Regions from separate parts of the Hordeum vulgare genome. Here region 2 is linked to region 1. A link is a contact called in public Hi-C data. All regions are on one chromosome and are shown on one strand. Each heading gives the region's core, a stretch centred on a gene start, on an enhancer-like site or on the middle of the called end of the contact. The rest is flanking DNA. Distances are from core to core; before and after follow the strand shown.

The links. A called contact is a pair of places that touch in the nucleus more often than the background predicts.
Region 2: a contact with region 1 is called in a Hi-C map of leaf, with 4 times the contacts expected there. The contact joins two enhancer-like sites. A contact is called at or near these places in 2 of 6 Hi-C or Micro-C datasets (both in leaf).

The regions. Positions count from the first base shown.
Region 1 is chr4H:134,591,499-134,595,272 of MorexV3_pseudomolecules_assembly, forward strand. No RefSeq gene overlaps it. Among protein-coding and RNA genes, the nearest start is that of LOC123448148, 26 kb to the left of the region's middle. Within about 2 kb of position 2,168, at least 3 of the 3 cell types and tissues checked have open chromatin away from gene starts, as enhancers often do. A contact at or near this core is called in leaf, where this site is marked.
Region 2 is chr4H:135,043,707-135,047,480 of MorexV3_pseudomolecules_assembly, forward strand. No RefSeq gene overlaps it. Among protein-coding and RNA genes, the nearest start is that of LOC123448150, 450 kb to the right of the region's middle. Within about 2 kb of position 2,150, at least 2 of the 3 cell types and tissues checked have open chromatin away from gene starts, as enhancers often do. A contact at or near this core is called in leaf, where this site is marked.

The DNA.
Region 1 (3,774 bases), core at 918-3,417:
AGTACAATTTAGAAACTCGGAAAGTATGTATTCAGAGCACCCATGTGCATCTCAAGTAATAGCTATTCTACTACTTTCTGTAAAATTTTGAGAACTAGGAGGTTACGTACTCGAACTCAAATGCACCCTTGTGATAGTAAAAAAATCTGTTATTTTTGGCAACAAACATTGTTAATGTTCTACACACATGCAAATTTGCGTGAAGCGAAAACAATTTCAGCCACTTTGGGTGAAAAGAATCGATACTTCAAAAGGACTGTTTTCTAAAGCATTTTGGAGTGCCAATTTTGTTAATTTCGCCTAGACCTCTACAAATGTGATTTTATCATGAAAATGTGCATGCAAGAAGAGATCTGAGCAATATTTACAGTATAAAATAAAATAAAATAAATATTTATTTTTATTGTACCGTTCAGGTGTTCATAGAGGAGTATTTGAGCTCGGGATTAGATGGACACTATTAAAATTTGATCCTTTGTTCACTTTTCATGCACACACTTGCACATCAGTTGGAGAGAAAATCTTTTCGATTGCAGCGAATCTACGCGATTTGTTTTCTTACGGTTAAATTGTATGTTAGTGGGGGAAGAATGTCAAAAGAAATCCCATCAATTGATATGCCGCCACAAACATCACCTTCATAGCTTTATAGTCTAAAAGCTATGGATGGTGAACCTTGGCCCTTACATCATTTTCATGCTACATGAAGCTAGCTTCATTTGGATGTCTTAACCATGGCCCGTCACCCACAAATAGGGTGTTAAAAACATCATTACATGAATAGTGACCAATATATGCATAGGAAAATAATTAACAAATTGTACCAAGTGGGAAGGATGGCATGTGACTCTACCTAGAATGTTTTCCTTTTGTACCGGCCAACTTTGAAAGGTAAATTTAATTGATTAAGTGGGTCATATGGTTGGTGGAAACCAATTCATCTGGTGTTTGCTGAGTGAAGTGAGAAATGATCCATCCCCTGAAAGGTCGAAACGTTGAAGCTAGGGGGCCCACAGGCACAGGCAGGGGTATGTTGTTGTACTATTATGTATGGATGCCTATCAGGTCAGGCACCTTTCATTGCATTATTGGTGAGACCCCCTGGTCCTTTTGGAGATAATGATGTTCAAAGGAAACTTGTGATTTTGGAGAAAAGGCAGGCCTTCTGTTTGCATGTGAAACAAACCTTTAAGCAAATTAGCTTGTTAGAAACGATCTTCACTTACAAATCAAAGAAGCAGGTCTCCTTCATACACAACATTAATCGACTACTATAAGTTAGGACGCCGCTACGCGTCGATCGACGAATCTTTCTAAAAGATCCGTCGCCTCGTGAGACGTATGATTGTGCGGAGTGAGCGGTGGAACGTCATCCTCTATGATTACAACAAAGGTCATGTTGTAATAATTTTTTGTAACACGGGTCATGTTGCAGACATTTTCTGTAACACGGATCATGTTGTAAAAAAATTAAATATAGACCAAGTTGTAGTTTTTTTTTTCCAACAGAAGCCATGTTTTTTCTTTTTTGCAATAAAGATATTGTTCAGGCCTTTTTTTGCAGCCGAGGCCTTATTGCAATTTAATCATTTTTGTGACAAAGGTCAATGTGATCTTGCGAGGCTTTCTTGCACAAAGGAGAGATTGTGGGAGCCAGGTCCATCACATCACGTGCAATCAAGGCGGCGGACGCGAGCGTGTCCATAATTCGTAGGTCGAACCATATCATTTTTCTATAAGTTAAAACAATATCGGCCCTAAAAGCATATATATGTTTTTGCGAGGCGACTCTAAAAGCATTTTGCAAAGGAAGAAAATTCTAAAAGCATCAATACCTTTTTTCTAGAAAAATTCTTTCACGAGTGCATACATACGGGTACAAAATATGCATGTTGCGCAGTCATCGGTCAACAGATGTACAAAGCTTTCACGGGTCACGCGGATGAAAAGAGCACCACGCACGAACAGCAGCACCACCACCACCAGCACCACAGAAGGAAGCGGAGGAGGAGAGGAATCTTAGCTAGCTTGAGCGAGATGGCAAGAGTAGAAATTGGTTCCCGTACGTGTTGAACGGTGGTGGTTGCCCAAGTGCCCAGTGTCCACTCCGGCCAGCTGGTGTTGGTGTACCCCCTCGGTTCGCGACCGGGCAGCCCGGCCAGGAGGTATCCGCTTCGCCGCGCGCAGCGACTGACGACAGCATTCCATTCCAGGAGCCGAAAGGCTATACGTACGTTGTGCAGCGACGGGTGTCGACACTTTTCCCTGAAGCTGACATGCACGCATGATAGTCATCGCTTCCAGCCGTTTCCAACGTGTAGTTGCTGTTTCTTTCATCATTGTGCTACAGTATATTTTCCCACGCATAAAGACGTCATTTGTTTTTCCTTTCCGACTAGGAGTACTTACTTTTTCTTCTGTCATTGACATCGATCTACCTTCTTTAATTATGTAATCTGCTGTGTCCTTTTGTCAGGAATGAAAAACATGCAATTATCAGGCTGACAGTTGACACCCGATGCATGCACGCACAACAGGACGTCCTTGGCTAACTAATTAAACCCACGAACTAGCTGTAGTTGGGTTTCTAGTTTCCCCCAACTATATTTGACTAATTTCTTTTAACTATAATTATTTGGAAACGGGGAAGTAGTACGTAGGTTGGAGTTGACTCGTCTCGAGAGGGTAGTGCCATCAAAACTGAAGAATAAGTCATCCTGTCTATCATGAGAATGGACAGAGAAATCTACCGATTTATTCCCTCATCTAATGCTTAAACCACGGTTTATACTTCACGTCTCGCTGCACAAACACCAAGAAAACTAAGGACAACTCTAACTAATCCCCTATTCAAAGGATAATTTATGTTTTCTTCCTCTATGTCGCATCAAACATCATGAAATAGGCTTTCGCCTCGCTATAGCAACCATACAATATAACGTGAAACCATTGTTGGGGTAAACAACACATTCATGCAAAAAAAAAGAGAAATCAATGCCAACACTGACGGATCAACGAAAACAACAATGACCCGACACCGTTGTGTCCCCTCCAAAATATTCCCACCACGATTCAAGCACTCTCATTCATCACGTACCAAGTAGCACCTACAAGAAGGATAGTGACGACTACGACACTGCTGCCCGGACAGGTCCTAGGGTTTCCCTCAGTATGCTCCGGGGAGTGGGGAGGAGATACACCCGACACCCTTCAAGAAGGAAGGGTGACACTCTCAAGCGTCACCGTGTCGGTGTCAAATGGCAAGAATTTCTCCCAACCCCCAAACCACCACCTCCCGGACAATTAGAGGCGCTCCGCTAAGCATGCCATCCACCAACATACGCCACCACGACCTTGCAGTCATCATCGTCGTCTCACCATAGCCAACGTAGCAAGGCTGGTCAGTCTGAGGCGAATCACCCGAAGACAAGGTCTGACAGGAGGACAACCACGTAGGAGGGAACCACCTCCACCATCCAAGACAGTTGTCGTCCGGACAAGACGACAAGAGCACACCGAGCCATTGGAACCGGAGGGCGGTAGCATCGCAACCATCCGGAGGACGTCCTCCACCGCCGTCGGCGGGTGCCGACTGCACACAACAGCAGGGACACACCAGGCCAAATAGGCCCGACCAAGCCCCGGAGCTCATAAAGTCCCCGTCGCCGTGCTGCTACACGTAGGCCGCCGCCGCCGCCGCTACCCTCATGCAGCCCAAAAGCTCAGTCGGGCATGGACAAGCCCATGAAGCTCCCAACGCCACGCTGCAGCGGA
Region 2 (3,774 bases), core at 900-3,399, 450 kb after region 1:
TGCCTCAGTTGGGCGTCTGAGCAAAACCACGGAAATGGCTTATATAAAATAATAATAAGGGAAGAATATCTAGGAGGTAGAATCATCCCAGGGATATTCAACAAACAAAATCATAGGGGTTAGTCCAGAGTAATAATAATAATAATAATAATAATATGGTCATCCACCACGTTTCCAGATTAGAATCACGATTTCTTTAACTTCCTCCGAAGACCGACACTCAGGCCGACACTTGACTAGTCAACTAGTCGACCTTGACCGTGGACATGGCTACTCGAATAGATTTGTCTCTGCACAGGGTGTACTCTTTACCCACAACCCATGGGTTTCAATAGTCACTCGGACTAATCCCGCGTATGGTATTTTAGAAGTAAGCTCTCAGAACCAGTACACGCCCATTTTTACCCCTCGCGAAGCCCGGCTTCACCCAAACTACGTTGCGAGGGAAAAACCATAAGACGGGGAGGCTCCGACCTCGACTAGCATGGGATCAAATTTATACCGCGCACTAATAGGGAAGGGCCATTCCCTCTCGGTCCCGGACCAAAAACACCCGTGCCCCCTGACCGGATGACTAGATTTAGTCCAGGGCCCTGGATACCTTCATCCCGGCCTCTCTACTTGGTGTGTACCTGGTAATAGATTTACGACCTACTAGACCGTATCCCCTTTCGGGAAGACCCGTGGTAGCACGAAGGGTAAGGTGACACACAAACAAGACTCGATTTACGGTCGACTTGGGAGGTTTAATATTTTTCCTGCAATGGTTATACCACACAATCTTGCTGAAGAGATTATCTCAGGGTTACCACCATCACACCCCGACATGCTTTCACTGACCACTCTCGTCCCACGAGGTGTCAGCCTATGGTCTTATTTCCACCAGACACACCTTACTCCGAGGTTGTCCAGACAAACGTAGCATACAAAGCATGAGGCAGTAACCACTCACCACTTGCCTTCCACAACTTCGCAACAACAATATCCATCACATGCTCTTATGCAAGGTATTATTTCATGCGAGATTTTATTTATCATAATCTACAATCACGCAGTATATGCACCACCACAAACATCACACAACTTTATGCAAATTTGGATTCAAGATGCTTGCCTTTGGAGTTTGCGGAGGGTGATGTGTACCCCAACATCTTGGAGTAGGTATGCTCTCTTCAAAATCCTATTTTAAAAATTATTTGAATTAACACACAAATATAAAATAGCGCACAAAAGTTGTTTGAATATTTTAGAAATAAGTAAATAAACTAGAGGCATTTAGAAAGTGGTAGGAAAAAAGAATCACTCCATTTGGAGTTATATTTTAAAAGTTATAGCTAGTCAAAGATCTGGTCAAACTCTGTTTTTAAAATCAAATATAAAGAAAACGTTTCGGGCAGAGTATGCTTTCCCGCAGAGGAAACGTATTTACCTAAAAAAACTAAGAATACGCCTATCCGGCAGGGAAGCGTACCAGGGGGAACTGCACCACTCAGGGCTGGCTCGCCGACAGGCGAGACCCGCCTGTTGGGTTCCTCTTCTACCTCCTAGGTGCACTAGACACGGAGCAACGGCGGTTCCGATGATGCTTGTCAACGCTAGGGGCTCTGCTCCCGGAGCTGAGCACGCCGACGAGTTATAGGATGAGAGCCCCATCCTCAGGAGGCACCTGAGTCGCGGAGGGGCTCGGGGGCGAGTGCCCTCTGTCCACGGCGGCCTGGGAACTCCAGCGACCGTAGCTTCGGCCTACGGTGCTAATGGCTCGAGGCAACACCGGGAATGGGTTCCTGGGGCTTCAGAGAGGCTAGCAGGGTAGGGAGAGGAGAACGATGGGGCTCGGGCTTCCTGAATCGTGTCGAACGCCGACAGCGACGCTACTGTCACATAGGAGCAGGGGAGCAGCTCTGGCTAAATTGAAGCGAGGGGAGGGTTCTGAGGGTCTAGGGGAAGGGGCTGGCTGCTCAAAGGAGCTCGAGGACTCCATTTATAGCCGGCTCATGTCGGTTTGCGGGGCTGTTGCGGATAAGCTCGTCGGAGATAGAGCTTCAGAAGTTGACAGGGGGCAGCGGGGACGGCTAGCACTGCAGCAACGGCAGCAGGGCAGCGGGGCAGCAAGCACAGGGTGCAGGGGAGGTGGTCCAGGGGCAGCTGGCTGGCTGGGGTTGCTTGGGCGGTGCGGTTACTGCTATTGCGGAGGTGGCCAATAGCTAGCTGCCAGGAGGGGCACTGGTGGCGGCGCTGCAGGGCACAGCGACGGCGACTATCGGTCGGGTGGGGGGTTGACGCGGCACGATGCGACTCTACGGTTCGTAAAAGGGCAAGGCCAGGGATGCGGTGACTCGGGCGTGCTCGCACCCATTTGCGCGCTCTGGCGCATCCAGAGCATACTCATCAGGTGCTCGATGAAATGCTGGGGTGGTCTACCATGATCTGCTGCAGCTAACAGTTAACAGGGTGGGTTAGATGGTAAGGTAAAGCTATTGGACATGAGGGTCTTGCTGGGGAGGCAACTCCACAATGCAGGTTCAAAGCCATGCCAAATCTCGACATGCTCCATAAGTACTTGATGAAATGCCAGAGGCTCCGAATGATCTTCTCTGTAACCCAAAAACTCCAGATCATACCCTCCCTAGGTGTTATCAATGGTGGTAGGGTTAGTTGGAGAAAAGAAGAAATTGGTTAGTGCAACTCTTGGAGAAAACCTATTCTGGACAGAAACTTGAAGCTAAAATCACATGCACTTAAAATCATCCAATGGGGCTCAACTCCTAGGGTTAAGGTTTTGGTTGGGTGCCATACAAGCATGCAAAATATCAAAGCAAATAGAGCAAGGAAAAATATGGTTGTAGTGCAAAGTACCAAACTAGACCAGAACAGAAAGATGGTTGTTTTGCTAAAGAATTTCAAAGCACAAGGTTGGGTTTTTTTTTGCATAAAAGTGAATCTCATGCATCACTTGACATCCCCAAATTTTTGTAGAATTTTTGAAAGATTATTTCCAAGGGTTGTAGTACAAACTCAAATCTGGACCAGATTAGAAAATAAGTTAATGTGCTTAAATATTTCAAAACACTTGGCTAAGTTTTCGCAAAAATATGATCCAGGGACATCACACGTCATCTTCAAGTTTTTATAGAATTTTTAGAAGAAGTGATCACAAGGTTGTAGTGCAAAACATGCCCTTAAAGAAAATATAAGTCATTTATGAATAAAAGAAACCTTGGCAAAATATTAAATAAAATCTCTCACGAAACTGCTAGAAGAAAAGAAATGTATTGATGCAAGTATTCAGGTTCCAACATAAATTTTCAAAAACATTCACTTAGGGAAAGCATCTTTATAAAGGAAAAAGGAGTGTTTCAAAGATTGATCGAAAACCCAGGAAATCAGATTTTAAATAGAAATGGCCAAAATACTATCCACATTTAGTTAAGTAAAGAAATTAAAAAAAGTCTCAAGCACTAAATGATCTTTGAAATGCCACTTGAAGGAAAAGTTTTTCTAAAGAGGCTTAGAGAAGAGTCATGGATCAATTTATTTCTCAAAATTTTTGTTCTAGGCAATATTTTATTTCAGAAATATATTTTAATTTTTGGGGTGTGACATGGTCCCTCAATCGCACACCGCTTCCACCAGCTTCTCGACGTGCATGTTGGCCTTGCATATCCCGAGAATGATGCTCAGGAGTCTTCCCTCAGGGATGCTGGGAACCACCGTCATCGCGGCGCCGCTCGTCACGTGCGGCCTGGGAAGGCCACGGTGTATGTGTCGGTGTGG